3 separate regions of the Sus scrofa genome follow, and all the other regions are linked to region 3. Evidence: chromatin contacts called from public HiChIP or PLAC-seq and promoter capture Hi-C data. All regions are on one chromosome and are shown on one strand. The core of a region is the stretch at or near the end of the contact, and the rest is flanking DNA. Distances in the headings are between cores, read along the strand shown. Region 1 holds the start of LOC110256379 (nmrA-like family domain-containing protein 1). Region 2 holds the start of TRA2B (transformer 2 beta homolog). Region 3 holds the start of TBCCD1 (TBCC domain containing 1).

Region 1 (4,286 bases), core at 1,246-3,745, 590 kb before region 3:
GGCGCAGTGGTTAACGAATCCGACTAGGAACCATGAGGTTGCGGGTTCGGTCCCTGCCCTTGCTCAGTGGGTTAACGATCCGGCGTTGCCGTGAGCTGTGGTGTAGGTTGCAGACGCGGCTCGGATCCTGTGTTGCTGTACCTCTGGCGTAGGCCGGTGGCTACAGCTACGATTCAACCCCTAGCCTGGGAACCTCCATATGCCGTGGGAGTGGCCCAAGAAATAGCAACAACAACAACAACAACAACAACAACAACAACAAAAAAAAAAAAAAAAAGACAAAGAGAATTCTCCATACGGCTATGGTAGGATTTTATGTAGTGTAGGGTAGCAGAGGCTACATATGTCTTTTTTGTGACATTGCTGACTTTATTCAATTAGCATTTTTATCTTAGAAGTGAGAACATACAGTGCCCCACTTACTGATTCTTCTGGATTTAGCGTGTCCAGCTTAGCCTGTGCACCTTTGCCCTCAAGAAATGGACAGATGTGCATGACCAGCTCTTTCAACCTCAACAACTCCAGAGCTTACCCTTCAGTTTCCCTGTGGAAACTATAGAGAAACACAGGAGAATTGCTCTCTCTTATAAGGATAATTAGGCAGAAGCAGGTGATACAAGTAGGAGCCTGGAGGGAAAAGGAAAGGCCGACAGGCTGAAGACCCATGATCTGCCTCCTGTTTTAGATCCATCTTCATGCCTTTTCAGGAGAGGGACCCAGGTATTCCTGGGGTAGGTGCTCTTTCCAGCTCCTCTTCATCAGCTGCAGAGTCTGTGCCCTACATATTTCCCAGTAACCTAACTCCACTAATTATTCCTTCATTCATTTCACAAATATTTCATGTGCACCTGCTGTGTGCCAGAGTGGCAGGCATTGGAGACACACATAAGTGAATAAAACAAAGTCAGTGCCCTCGTTGAGTACACAGTCCAATTGCTAGGGAGGGGGGGAAATAAACATAAGGGCAAAGAAACACGCCTGTAGCATGTCATGTTATAAATGTTATGAAGAAAAATAAAGCAAAGTATGAGGGAGGTAGTACGCCACCCTTAATCCTCATGTGTATTCAAGTCTTTCCGACGGAAAGAAAACTTTATTTCCTCATGTAACCACAGTTTGCTCTCACTTCCTTTACAGCAATCTCCTTAAAGCAGATATCTACAGTGCTTTCCTCACTTCCTCACCTCCCAATGTCTCAACCAGTTGCAGCCTCCAACGCAACTTGCCCAGTTCTGTGTTCATTTCCTCTGTTGCCAACTCCTCCAGTGGGCAGAGTCATTTTTAGTCCTTTCTCTTCATTTTCCCTTTCCCCACATCCAACCATGAAGATCTTCTCAGTTTACCTCCTGAATATGTTTCACTTCACCCCCATTGTCACTGACTCGATAGTCTGCTAGGGCTTCTGCAACAAAGAACCACAAGGCAGAAGCATATTGTCTCATGATTCTGGAGAAGGGAAGTCCAAGATTCAGATGTTGGCAGGGTTGGCTCCTTCTGATGGCTATGAGGGAAGGATCTGCTCCAGGCCTCTCTCCTTGCCTTACAGATGGCCGTCTTTGCATTCGCATGGCAGTCTCCCTGTATCTCCGCATCCTCTTCCCTCTGTACTCACCTCTGTTTTCAAATTTCCCCCTTTTATAAGGACACCTGTCATACTGGGCCAGGCACATGCCAATGATCTCACTTTACCTTGATGACCTCTGCCTACACTTTCTCTCCAAGAAAGATCACATTCTGAGGCATGGGGAGTTAAAACTTCAACCTTTGAATTTTGGAGGGACACAATCCACCCAAAAAAGGCTTGCCTCCATTCAAGTTTTGTCATTTCTCACATGTATCATTTCTTAAGTCTCCTTAGGAGAGTTTCCGCTTCCAGCATTGTCTTGTTTCAACGCATCCTCCATTCTGCTGCCAGAGGATCACATGACACCTGCTGTGGCCGCCAGGATAAATCCAAGCTCCTTGACAGACTTGCCAGGCCATTGTGTTCTGGACTCCGCCATCCTTCCCAGTCTGATTTCCTGCCATTCATATAGCATTACTGCACCCAGCATGAGCCCTGTGTCATGATTACCTTGTCTTTGAACTTAAATAGGCAAAGTTCAAGTTCCTTGGTTCCTTGATTCCTCCATTCCTCCTGCCTAGGGTGGTCTCTCTTTCTACTCTTCCTGACTGAACAACTCAAGGGGACTTCTGGTCAGCTTCAGCATCACCTCGTCTAAATGCCTTCTCTAACACCCCCCCAGTCTGAGTTTCCTGTCTTTCCGCTAGGACCTATGTCCCCTCTATGCTCCTCTCTGCTTTGCTTTTACTTACTAGCTTCTCTCTCTAACCAGGGTCTCTAGTTCTATGCCTAGTGTACTTCATACAAATTTGCTGTACACATGACAGCGACTAAATGAATCCTCATTTAGAAAACCGCTGTGTCAGAGTGACTAAGGTATCTAGCGATAAAGGTTTTACAAGTGAAAATTAGGGGTGTGGTGGCTAGTTGTGGTTTATAAATCTCACAGTCAGTGGAACTTCGCATTTCATCTGCTTCACTGTTTGGAGGAAACTCCTGCTTCTGAACTAATTCTGTGTTCAGTAACATGGCCAGCAAGAAAACCATTGCAGTGTTTGGAGCAACAGGTAAAAAACCCCCCAAACTCCTCACTTTTAAAGTGCATGCTCACTTTGCTTACTTTCTTGTCTTCCTGATTTTCATTTCAGAGTTTGCAAGCAGGGACAGAACAAAGGGCCCTTTGAAGGAAAACTGAGAAAAGTATCATTTGCTTGATACATCATTTCTGATGTAGTAATGGGGCAGGGTGATTTGGCTTGATTGGTCAAAAAGGATCTCAGCAGAACAAGGACAGCTGTCTGTCTGTATTTCTTTTTCTTTCTTTTTTCGTAGAAGTTGCACATCAGCATTAGCTCTACTCTGGAGACTTTTCTCTGCTCGCTTTCTGACAAGCAAAATGAGCAAGTGTGAGAGCCCATGGGTATGTAGGGACAGCCTTGTGCCTAACCTGTATTCCAGCGACTCTCTGGGGGAGGGACTTCTCCCTCTTGGACAGCTGCCCAAGAGCCTTTAGCCAGCATTGCTGCTTCCACTCTGCCTCCCTTGCACTCTGCTCTCCAACAGCCAGAGCTATCTTGGCAAAATGTAATTCTAGTCAGGTCTTTCTCCTCTGTCAAATTCTCACATCTGCCTTTTGATCTATTTGAAACTGTCATAGCATGGCAAGCTTTGCTCAAAACCCTCTGTCTCACTCCAGGTAAAATGCAAAGCCCAGCGGATCACCTATGAGACCCTTGTGGACCTCATCTTCTTCCGTTCACCCTTGCTCATTCTGTGTGTTTCTCAGACTCACTCCACCTTAAGGCCTTAGCATTGGTTGCTCCCACAACCTAGAGTAATCTTCCTCCAGTTACCCACACTGCTTTCTCCCTCCTGTCTGCCACCAGCTGGTGTCCTCTCCATGTGCACTTTCCAGAGCTCGGTATTTAAAATTGCAGCCAATTTTAAATTTTAAGCCAGTTCTTGTCCTGGCTCAGCAGAAAGGAATCTGACTAGCATCCGTGAGGACGCAGGTTGGATCCCTGGCCTCGCTCAGTGGGTTAGGGATCCGGCGGTGCCTGACCTGTGGTGTAGGTTGTGCAGACACGGCTCGGATTCCTTGTTGCTGTGGCTGTGGTGTAGGCTGGCGGCTACAGCTCAAATTCGACCGTTATCCTGGGAACTTCCATATGCCATCGGTACAGCCCTAAAAAGACAGTAAAATAAAATAAAATTGCAACCCCTCTCCACGTTGCCTGTCTGACTCCCCTCCCTGCTTGATTTCTCCCATTACTGTCTGTCTCTCCACATAGGATAGAAGCTCTGTGAGGTTAGGGATTTTGTCTGAAGGGAGGCAAAGCCCCAAACAGGGAGAAGAGAGAAGCAAATTCTCAAAAATCAACAGCCAGATATGACATTGCCTGTTGAAGGAAATAAAAGTAGAGAAAAGGAGATGATTGTCGCATTACAGTGATGGTGACATGGTTGGTTTTTCCTGAAAGAGTTGAGAAGCCAGGGGAGGGTTTTGGACAGAGTATGAATGATAAGATTAGGTGTTTAAAGGCTCATTTTAGCTTCTGTTTTGTGAAGTGACTATGGGGGCAAGGGCTGAATCAGGGAGACCTCTTATGAGGCTGTTGCCCTAAACCAGGCAAGATGATAGTAGCTTAGACCTTAGATCCGGGAATAGTCTGATTCCAGATATAATTTTTGCTTGTCCGTTTGGCTGCATCATGCAGTGGCT
Region 2 (4,288 bases), core at 1,700-4,199, 610 kb before region 3:
AAATTAAATGATCTGGTCCATACAATAGTTTATCTGGTTTCTCTAGGTAAAGACCCATTTGCAGAAGCTGAAGAAACTACAATTTAGGAGGGTAAAACATTATACCACGATCAATACCAAACATACAAACCTCACCATACTCTTAACATTGTGACCATAAAGGGGCCTTTAAAGATTTATCACAAACCTCACCATTACCATGAACCTCTAAACTTGGCTACTGACTCTTTATCATGTTCTTATTCTCCCAAATTGTGACATGACATATCTGTTAAGAGTACCTCTTTTTCCCAAAGGTGCTAGTCAAGTTTCTTTGCAAAAAATGTCCTGGAAGAAACTTCAATTTGTAAATGAATATTGACAAGGGAACACAAAGAACCCCATCTCTAAGTATCAATATTTACTCAATAAGTAAATATGCTTACTTATGAACAAACAGGATAATTATTGCTTGCACCCCTCCTCCGGGTTGGTTTGGGGGTGGGTGAGGACACAAGACATTTCTAGAGCTGGGGGAGGGCGCATGATTTAGGCTTGAAAGTTTTGTCGGTGACTAATTGATTAAACTGTTTAAGTACTGGTGATTTACACTAACAATTTGTAATGTTGAAAGCTTAGAGTAGAATCAAAGTAATTTTTGAAGATCCAGGGAAGCTATTCACAGCAGGTCGTGTCCAAGATCATTACCCTGAATGCAACTTTTATTCCCACTGTTTTAAGGCCCTTTCAAAAGAAGTTTTTAGCCAAGCAAACTTGACTATTCTACCTAGTATTTTTTATGGCATTGTATTTAAATTGGTTCCACTGAGATTTTGGTTTTGCCAAGCATTCTTTGGGAGTCCCAACCGTTTGTTTTAGGTCTATTCTGACCACTTCAAGTTTCAATACACCAACTGGAAAGCAATTTACAGACAAAACAAATGCCAAACAAAACATGGAAGTGTTCCACAACTTCAAAGTTCAGAAATCTCTTCCAGAAAGTCAAAACTTATTTAAGACAAAATATCAATTTCTGACAGTAACTTTAAGTTATTTTATAACACTCTTTTCATAAGAATTTAGTAAGTTGCCATTCTAGGTAACAGAATTGTGAGACACTAGAACGTAAATTTTTTCTCCTAACAAAGAACATACCAACTCAAAAACTTGTTTAGTGCGTGAGGACTATGTCTCTCGAGCGGTCTCAAACCAAGGACCTAATTCCTGTAATTGGTTCCCTCCCTTAAGTAAAATGCACTAACTTTCCATTCAGGAATTTTTTCATCTTCACAAGCAACTTAGGTTTATTCACCTGAGAGCTCCTCTAATCAGTCATTAGAGGCTAGTCATTTTGTATTCTCAAAACAAAAATACCCATTGTTTTAATAGCTAAAGACTAAAAAAGCATTTCCTTTTCAGTCCAGACGCCTAATTTCGATAGTATTCCCAACTGGCAGAAACCATAAGCCACAGCTTCAACAACTTGTGAACTGGATCCAAGCTTTCTCTCTACAAAAAAGCTTAAATAATCAGACAAACACTGATGACAGTGAAAAATCAAACGTCTTAGGGAAAAATATATAAAGCCAAAATTCATCTGCATAGCTAAAGATGGGGCCTGATTAGTTCAAGCCAAATTAATCAGATTTGAATCCAGAAGTTACACGGTAAATCCACTAAGATTCTAAGAGCTAAAATAAGTTTTTTTTTTCCCCAACAATACCCTTCTAATGAACCACCTAAAATCTTTCTCATTCCTTTGTGGAAGATTTTTGAATAGATTTACCAGATATTTGAATAGATTTTACCGGAAAATTACGTAACATCTAACCTAATCCCATCAAGGTTTAAAAAAAAAAAAAAAAAAAAAATCAAGTTCTATGGTGTTCATTACCCTTCCAACAAATCTCAAGCTCCAAGTAGGCAAGATTCTGCCAAGTCTTACATCTTTACACATTTGTACTCAAGGACCCAAAACCAAGCTTTACATCATGCTTTTTAAGCCCAGGAACTGTCTTATTTCTGCACTTGATCCAACCCTCACGGAACTCTACATTTTTAAGTGAAAACTTAAAAGCGCACCAAAACAAGCTGTAGTTCACATAACAAGAATGCCTCAAAACAAAGGAAACAACGGCGCCATAAATTGTTACCCGCCAATTTCTCCACCATCCCGTGGGGGGGGGGGGACCTCTATAAAACAAGAAAATATCAGCGACCTTGTGGTCTACTTGGACACCGCAACGATCTAGGGTTTGAGACCCTCTTCGACATCAAAGAAAAACACTGCATTTAGGCCGAACACAAAGCCCGCGCGTAATCTCCTCAAACTAACGGGCCCAGGACTTCTCCTAGTTCCCCCACCTGAAAAGAGGCCCCAAGAACACTCTAGAATTTCATACATTCGGGGCTCAGAATTCGACCTTGTCTTACCCTAACGAGCGAAAGACCCCACAGAACGTCGCTTCTTTCCCTCCCGAAGCCCCCGCGACCCTGTGAGGTGTGGGCCCCTCCGCCGGTCGGGCCCGCGTTGACGCGCGGCTCCTCCGCCATTTTGTGCTTCTGGCAGCGCGCCCGGCCCGCCAGCCCAAGATGGCTGCGGCGAGGCTTCGCAGGAGACCAACGGCGAAACGAGATACTGCTCCCCTCCCCCACCACCGAGGGGACGCAGCGGCCATTTTTAATCCCCCCCACCACCACCTCATAACGGAAAAAACCGCCGTTTCGGGTACCAAGCCACCTAAACATGCCGGCAGTCTCCCTCACGGTTAAGACACTACCTAGGAGGGCTTTTCAAACCCTGACTCCCCTCTCTCCTGGTCTCAGTTTTCGGAACCGAAATCGCTCCCCCATCACCCGGCCCGAGGCCGACGGGCCTGGAAAAGATGCAAGAAGCTGGGACCACGCAGCCGCCCCCTTCACCACTGCTACGTACCCGCTCGCCGTAGTTCTGCTCGCCGCTGTCGCTCATGACTCCTGGCTGCTGTCGTCGCTCGACGTGCTTCAAGCGAAGCTGCCACCCTCTCGCGCCTTCTATCTAGAGGCTCCGCCGCAGCCTCACACCACGCAGTGGTTCCCCAGCCGCTGAGGACCGAAACGCTCCGCACCGCCTCCGCACGGGCTCTAAGTCTTCCGGACGTGACGCGGCGCTCTTTAACCCGGCCCCACCCCCTCCCAGAAGGCGCGCTTTCTTGGCCCCGCCCCTCTGCGCTCGACTTTCCCTTTACAGCAGTGGCGCGTCCCGAACCGGACGTGACGTAACCCCGCCCCTCAAACCGCGCTAACTCCCAACTCGGGGTTTCTTAGAGGCGGGAAAGTGAGAGCGCGAGTTGTCCTCAGTGGTGGTCTCCAAGGGCCGTAGTGACGTCATCGGACACGCCTGACTCCCTTCTGGAACTTTCCAGCCGTCGTGGAGGGTGGGGAAGGGAGGAGATGCCCAACATTTCGCCCGTCTTTATTTCCTTTCTTTCACTTTATTCCTCATTTTTGTGTTTTCCTGTGATTGGAGAGGGCGGATAGCCCTATGGTAGGTTCCATGCTTTGCTTTGCTCTTATATATATAACTTCAGTTGTGGGTCTTTCCTGCCTGAAAAACCTTCATTTGAGCATCTGTTAAGTAGCAAGTACTCTACCAGATCTTGATGCACTGAAACCAGGCACAGTCTCTAACCTAAAGGGGTTAGTGGTGTAATTAGGGAGAACTGTTAAACACAGATTTGCAAACTATGATTTCAAACATTAGAGAAATGTATAACTATAGTGGTGTCACAAGGAGTTTAATTATGCCAAATCTCAACAGCATGATATAGTGGGAAGAGTCCAAACTTGGACGTTCAGCCATCCCTCTGTCCCTGTTGTCCTCCTTAAAAAAGTGTGGTACTTGGCTGGTGAGGTACTTCGATATCTGTAAAGGGCCACTTGATTTTTAAAAACAGTTCTCTTGAGATATAATTCACATACCATGCAATACTCCCATTTAAAGTATACAAATTGGAGTTCTTCTGTGGGGCAGTGGGTTAAAGATCTGGTGGGGTCACTGCAGTAGCTTGGGTAGCTGCTGTGGTGAGTGTTCAATCCCTGGCCAGGGAAGTTCTGCATGCCACAGGCACAGCCAAAAAAATAAAATGTACAATTCAAGCGGTTTTTATATTTATAGAATTGCAACCATCACAATTTTATTGTATTTTTTTTAAGGGCCACACCCGCAGCATATGGAAGTTCCCAGGCTATGGACAGCCACAGCCAGATCTGAGCTGTGTCTGCAACCTACACCACAACTCGCAGCAATGCAGGATCCTTAACCCACTGA
Region 3 (3,780 bases), core at 370-2,869:
GTATTTCCTATCCATGTTTTTTTTCCTACAGACTGGATGTTAGCTTTTGAATTTTCACAGTTGTGATGATACCATATATTCTGTAATACAGTTCTATATAATTTTAAAAGCTTAATAGCACTCTAAATAAATGTATTCCAGTTTATTCAATTGATCTATTTTCAGACACTTTGTAGATTTAAAATTTTTCACAAAAACGATACGCAAAATATTGACCATTGTTGATGCTGAATAATGAACACATGAGGGTATATGAACCTACTACTACCTTTACTTTTGTGTATGTTAAAATTTTCTACTCTAAAAAGTTAAATGTTTTCACTATTATAAATGATGGTATAATTACCACTTTCTGTATATTTTTTGCATTATGATTACTTTCCGGAGAAAAATTTCAGATGTGCATTTATGAAAAGAAGTAACTGACACTTCTGAAGCTCGTGACATATATTTCCATTACTTTCCAAAATGCTATCATATTGTTCCATCATTTGATCAAGGTACCATCTTCAAAACACACACCTCAGTATTAAGATCATTAAAAAAAAAAAACCTTTATATGAATGGATGAAAAATGTTTTATTCCTATCATTATGTCTTACATTTACTCTAAAAATTGTGTTTCTTTTGGGAATTACCTGTTCAAAAAATAAATGACGTCAATTGAGTGCTTGCTATATGCCGGGTAGCATTCTAAATGTTTTATGTTCTTCACCTCCTTTCATCCTCATAACTACCTACAGATAAATATGATTTTCCCTATTTTCAGAAGAGAAAACCGAGGCTTAGAAAAGTCAAGGAACTTACCCAAAGTCACATACTGGAATTGGCAGAGACCTGGATTAGAATTCAAGTTTGACTTGAGAACTGTTACTTATACAAATGTGCTTTAGGAACTCAGTTGTGGGAGAATCTAGAAAACGGGAGTGAATACAGAAGAGAATTACCAGAATGAGTGGCCTTAAATAGAAGGCCAGGTAAGGGCCAGGTGAAGGGTCATGGAACCATGAACCCAAAAGATGGGAGTGACAGGATAAATGGTAGCTGTCTTTGAACTTGGGAATGGCTTAGCGTCGCTCTTAATAATACCAGACAATGAAAGTTCTGTGAGGAAGATCTTAGGCTGCTCTGTGAAGTACTGACCTCCGCCCCTGAAGAGTGCAATCAAAGGACAGGTCCTGGAGAAGAACTCTCTATTCTAACCACCAAATTCGAGTGGGCTAAATTCGTAAACATTAAACTGGTGTTCCTTCCCTCTTCAAAAGCTCCCCTGGGATGCGCTGGGATCCAGGTTTCTCAGGCGGGGAGATGGGCGTGAGGCCCGAGCCTCCCTCCCGTGGCTTGGCCACCACTTTGGCCGCTGTCCAGGGTAGGACGCGGTCCTGGACCGGACGCCGGGTGGGCCGCCCGGGTGATCGGATTTTGAGAACTGACAAGCCCCAGCCGACTGGGTCTGTAGCGGACCCAAGACCCGGAGAACGCGAAGCTGGCCTCCCCGGCCCAAGCCTGAAACGGGACCGGCCCTCCCCGCCCTCCGTTGCGCCTAACTGCGCGCGGTTACCTGCGATGGCAGGGGCCGCTCCGCCGAACCTCTCCGTAAGCGGCCGCGCCTCGAACGCCAGACCCGCCCAGTGCCGGCTGCTCACCCACTGCGCATGCGTAAGGCACCAATGAGCTCCGGAGGACTACGTTGCTAGAGAGGCCCAGTGCTTCTTCCGCGGTCTGGGAAACTCTTGACCTCGAGTGCTGGATGCTGGAACTTGTAGCTAGATCTCATCGCTTTCTGGTGTCGCGCCTTTCAACTCAGGGTAGTTTTCTATTGCTCCACAGAGCTGTGGTCAGCCACTTAGCTGCTGGTAAGGTCAGCACGCTTTGATCAGTAATGATTATGATAATGACGGCTTACTGTGGGCGGGGCACCGATTAAAGCATCTTTACTTATTTCATCTCATTCCTAAGAGCCCTCTAAGGGAAGTACATTTGTTTTACTGATAAGGAATCTAGGACTTAGGTGAAAGTAACACTGCCAGAGACTAGCTAAGATACAGACCCAGACTCTCTGAAGCGAGAGCCCGCAAGGTTATCTCCTTAACTGTATATTAGCTTTTCCACCATGTTGCCGCCTTCAAGAAGCTTTTTGGCTTTCACCCAGCAGAAGAACATCACTTCTTCCTCTAACCTCCATTTTATGATTTCTGGCCATTTCCTGCTTTCTTAGTTCGTTTATGGCCTCTAGGCGTGGAAGGTACAAAGGTAAATAAGACCATAAGATGCAATTTAGTTTCTCTTTTTTGTGGCCTCTCTCTTCTAGAGGGCATCTTCCTGAAAGCAGTAACCTGGTCTACCTCTTACCTCTCTGTATTGTGTCTGACTCAGTGCTAGGCACTAGGATTTAGAGTAGTGAACAAACTAGATAAGGTCCTTGCTTTCTTCGAGTGTATATTTTAACAGGGAGAATAGATAATACATTAGGAAAATAAAATGGAATAATCCCATTGTGACTCAGCAGGTTAAGAACCCGACATAGTATCCGTGAGGATTGGAGTTCGACCCTTGGCCTCGTTCAGTGGTTTAAGGATCTGGTGTTGCTGCAAGCTGTGGAGTTTGGTTGCAGATGTGGCTGGGATCTGGTGTGGCTGTGGCAGTGGCTAGGCCTGCAGCTTCAGCTCTGCTTTGACCCCCTAGCCCGGGAACTTAACATATGCTGCAGGTGTGACTGTAGAAAGAAAAAAAAAACTCCAGGTATTAGTAAGTGCTACGAAATTTGGGAAAAAGGATGGATATCTAATCTGAGCTGAGGCTTGAAGAATAAGAAACCAGCACAGGAAGATCACAGTGGAAGGGATGTTTATACTCTGTGGCAGGCTCTGTTCTAAGTTGCTGTTCTAGACAGCTGTGAACAGAACAGTCCAGATTCATGCTCTCCTGAAATTGGCATTCCAGCGTGTGTTAGTAATGGGGACAGGATGAAAATAATTTTAAAAAATAGGGCAATATAAGAATAGGGACTTGGTAGGGGTTAATTTTGATTGGTTGGTCAGAGAAGTCTTCTGTGAGGTGGTAAATTTAAGCTGTTATCTGAGTTTAAAAAGGAGTCACCTATGTTAGGATCTGAGGGAAAAGCATTTTAGGCAAGAGAACAGCTAGAACAAAGCCCCTATAGGAATGAACTTGGTGTATTCAGAAGAGAGAAAGGAAAAGTGTCTTGCTGAAAGGTGGTAAGGAGTATGTACTAGGTGAGGGTACAGATCATATAAGGGTTTTGTTCTTTTTCCCCCAGGTTTATTGAGAAATGTTTCTATAAGCTAGCATAAAGAGTTGGGAGCTTACTCTAAGTGTAATGAAAAGCCATCCACAGCTTTTAAGTAGAGAAATGACATGACCTGACATGTTTGTTAAAAATCATGCAGAAAAAGGGGAGGCGGTGAGAAAAGAAGCTAAGATAACTAGGAGTGAAGGCAGGGAGACCACTTAGGAAGCCCTTGCCACATGGGAGATGATGTGAGATCACTTGGCTCAGAGATGTGGAGATGGAGACTTGCAGACGGATTCAGGATATGGTTTCAAGATTCAGGATATGGTTTCAAGGTAAAGCTCTGAATAGGGGATAGAGGAGAGGTATCAAAGAAGACAAAGTTTTAACGTGAACAACTAGGTGGTGCGTTTACTGAAATGAGCAAAACTAAGCCCGGGGGTGGGGGATTAGTATTCTCTTAACTGTAATTAATATTCTTTGTGTGCTTACTATGTGCCAGTACTAGATGGTTTACAGATTTTCTC

Evidence for each region. Promoter capture Hi-C pulls out the DNA fragments that hold promoters and counts their contacts. HiChIP or PLAC-seq counts read pairs in DNA pulled down with a chosen protein or histone mark.
Region 1: a contact with region 3 is called in an H3K27ac HiChIP or PLAC-seq map of alveolar macrophages. The contact joins the promoter of LOC110256379 here to the promoter of TBCCD1 in region 3. A contact is called at or near these places in 3 of 5 promoter capture datasets (fetal liver, fetal skeletal muscle and liver) and 2 of 2 datasets of contacts at active chromatin or transcription factors (alveolar macrophages and skeletal muscle).
Region 2: a promoter capture Hi-C map of liver shows a contact between it and region 3, with 8 times the contacts expected there. The contact joins the promoter of TRA2B here to the promoter of TBCCD1 in region 3. A contact is called at or near these places in 3 of 5 promoter capture datasets (fetal liver, fetal skeletal muscle and liver), 2 of 47 Hi-C or Micro-C datasets (liver and skeletal muscle) and 2 of 2 datasets of contacts at active chromatin or transcription factors (alveolar macrophages and skeletal muscle).

The regions. Positions count from the first base shown.
Region 1 is chr13:123,800,145-123,804,430 of Sscrofa11.1, forward strand. LOC110256379 (nmrA-like family domain-containing protein 1) reads left to right here and starts at 2,496. Exons shown (of 4, transcript XM_021070002.1): 1 at 2,496-2,631. The coding sequence starts at 2,592.
Region 2 is chr13:123,777,802-123,782,089 of Sscrofa11.1, forward strand. TRA2B (transformer 2 beta homolog) reads right to left here and starts at 2,950. Exons shown (of 9, transcript NM_001077221.1): 1 at 2,915-2,950. The coding sequence starts at 2,950.
Region 3 is chr13:124,386,199-124,389,978 of Sscrofa11.1, forward strand. It overlaps TBCCD1 (TBCC domain containing 1), which reads right to left and starts at 1,620. Exons shown (of 7, transcript NM_001243469.1): 1 at 1,562-1,620. It also overlaps a transcript of DNAJB11 not described here.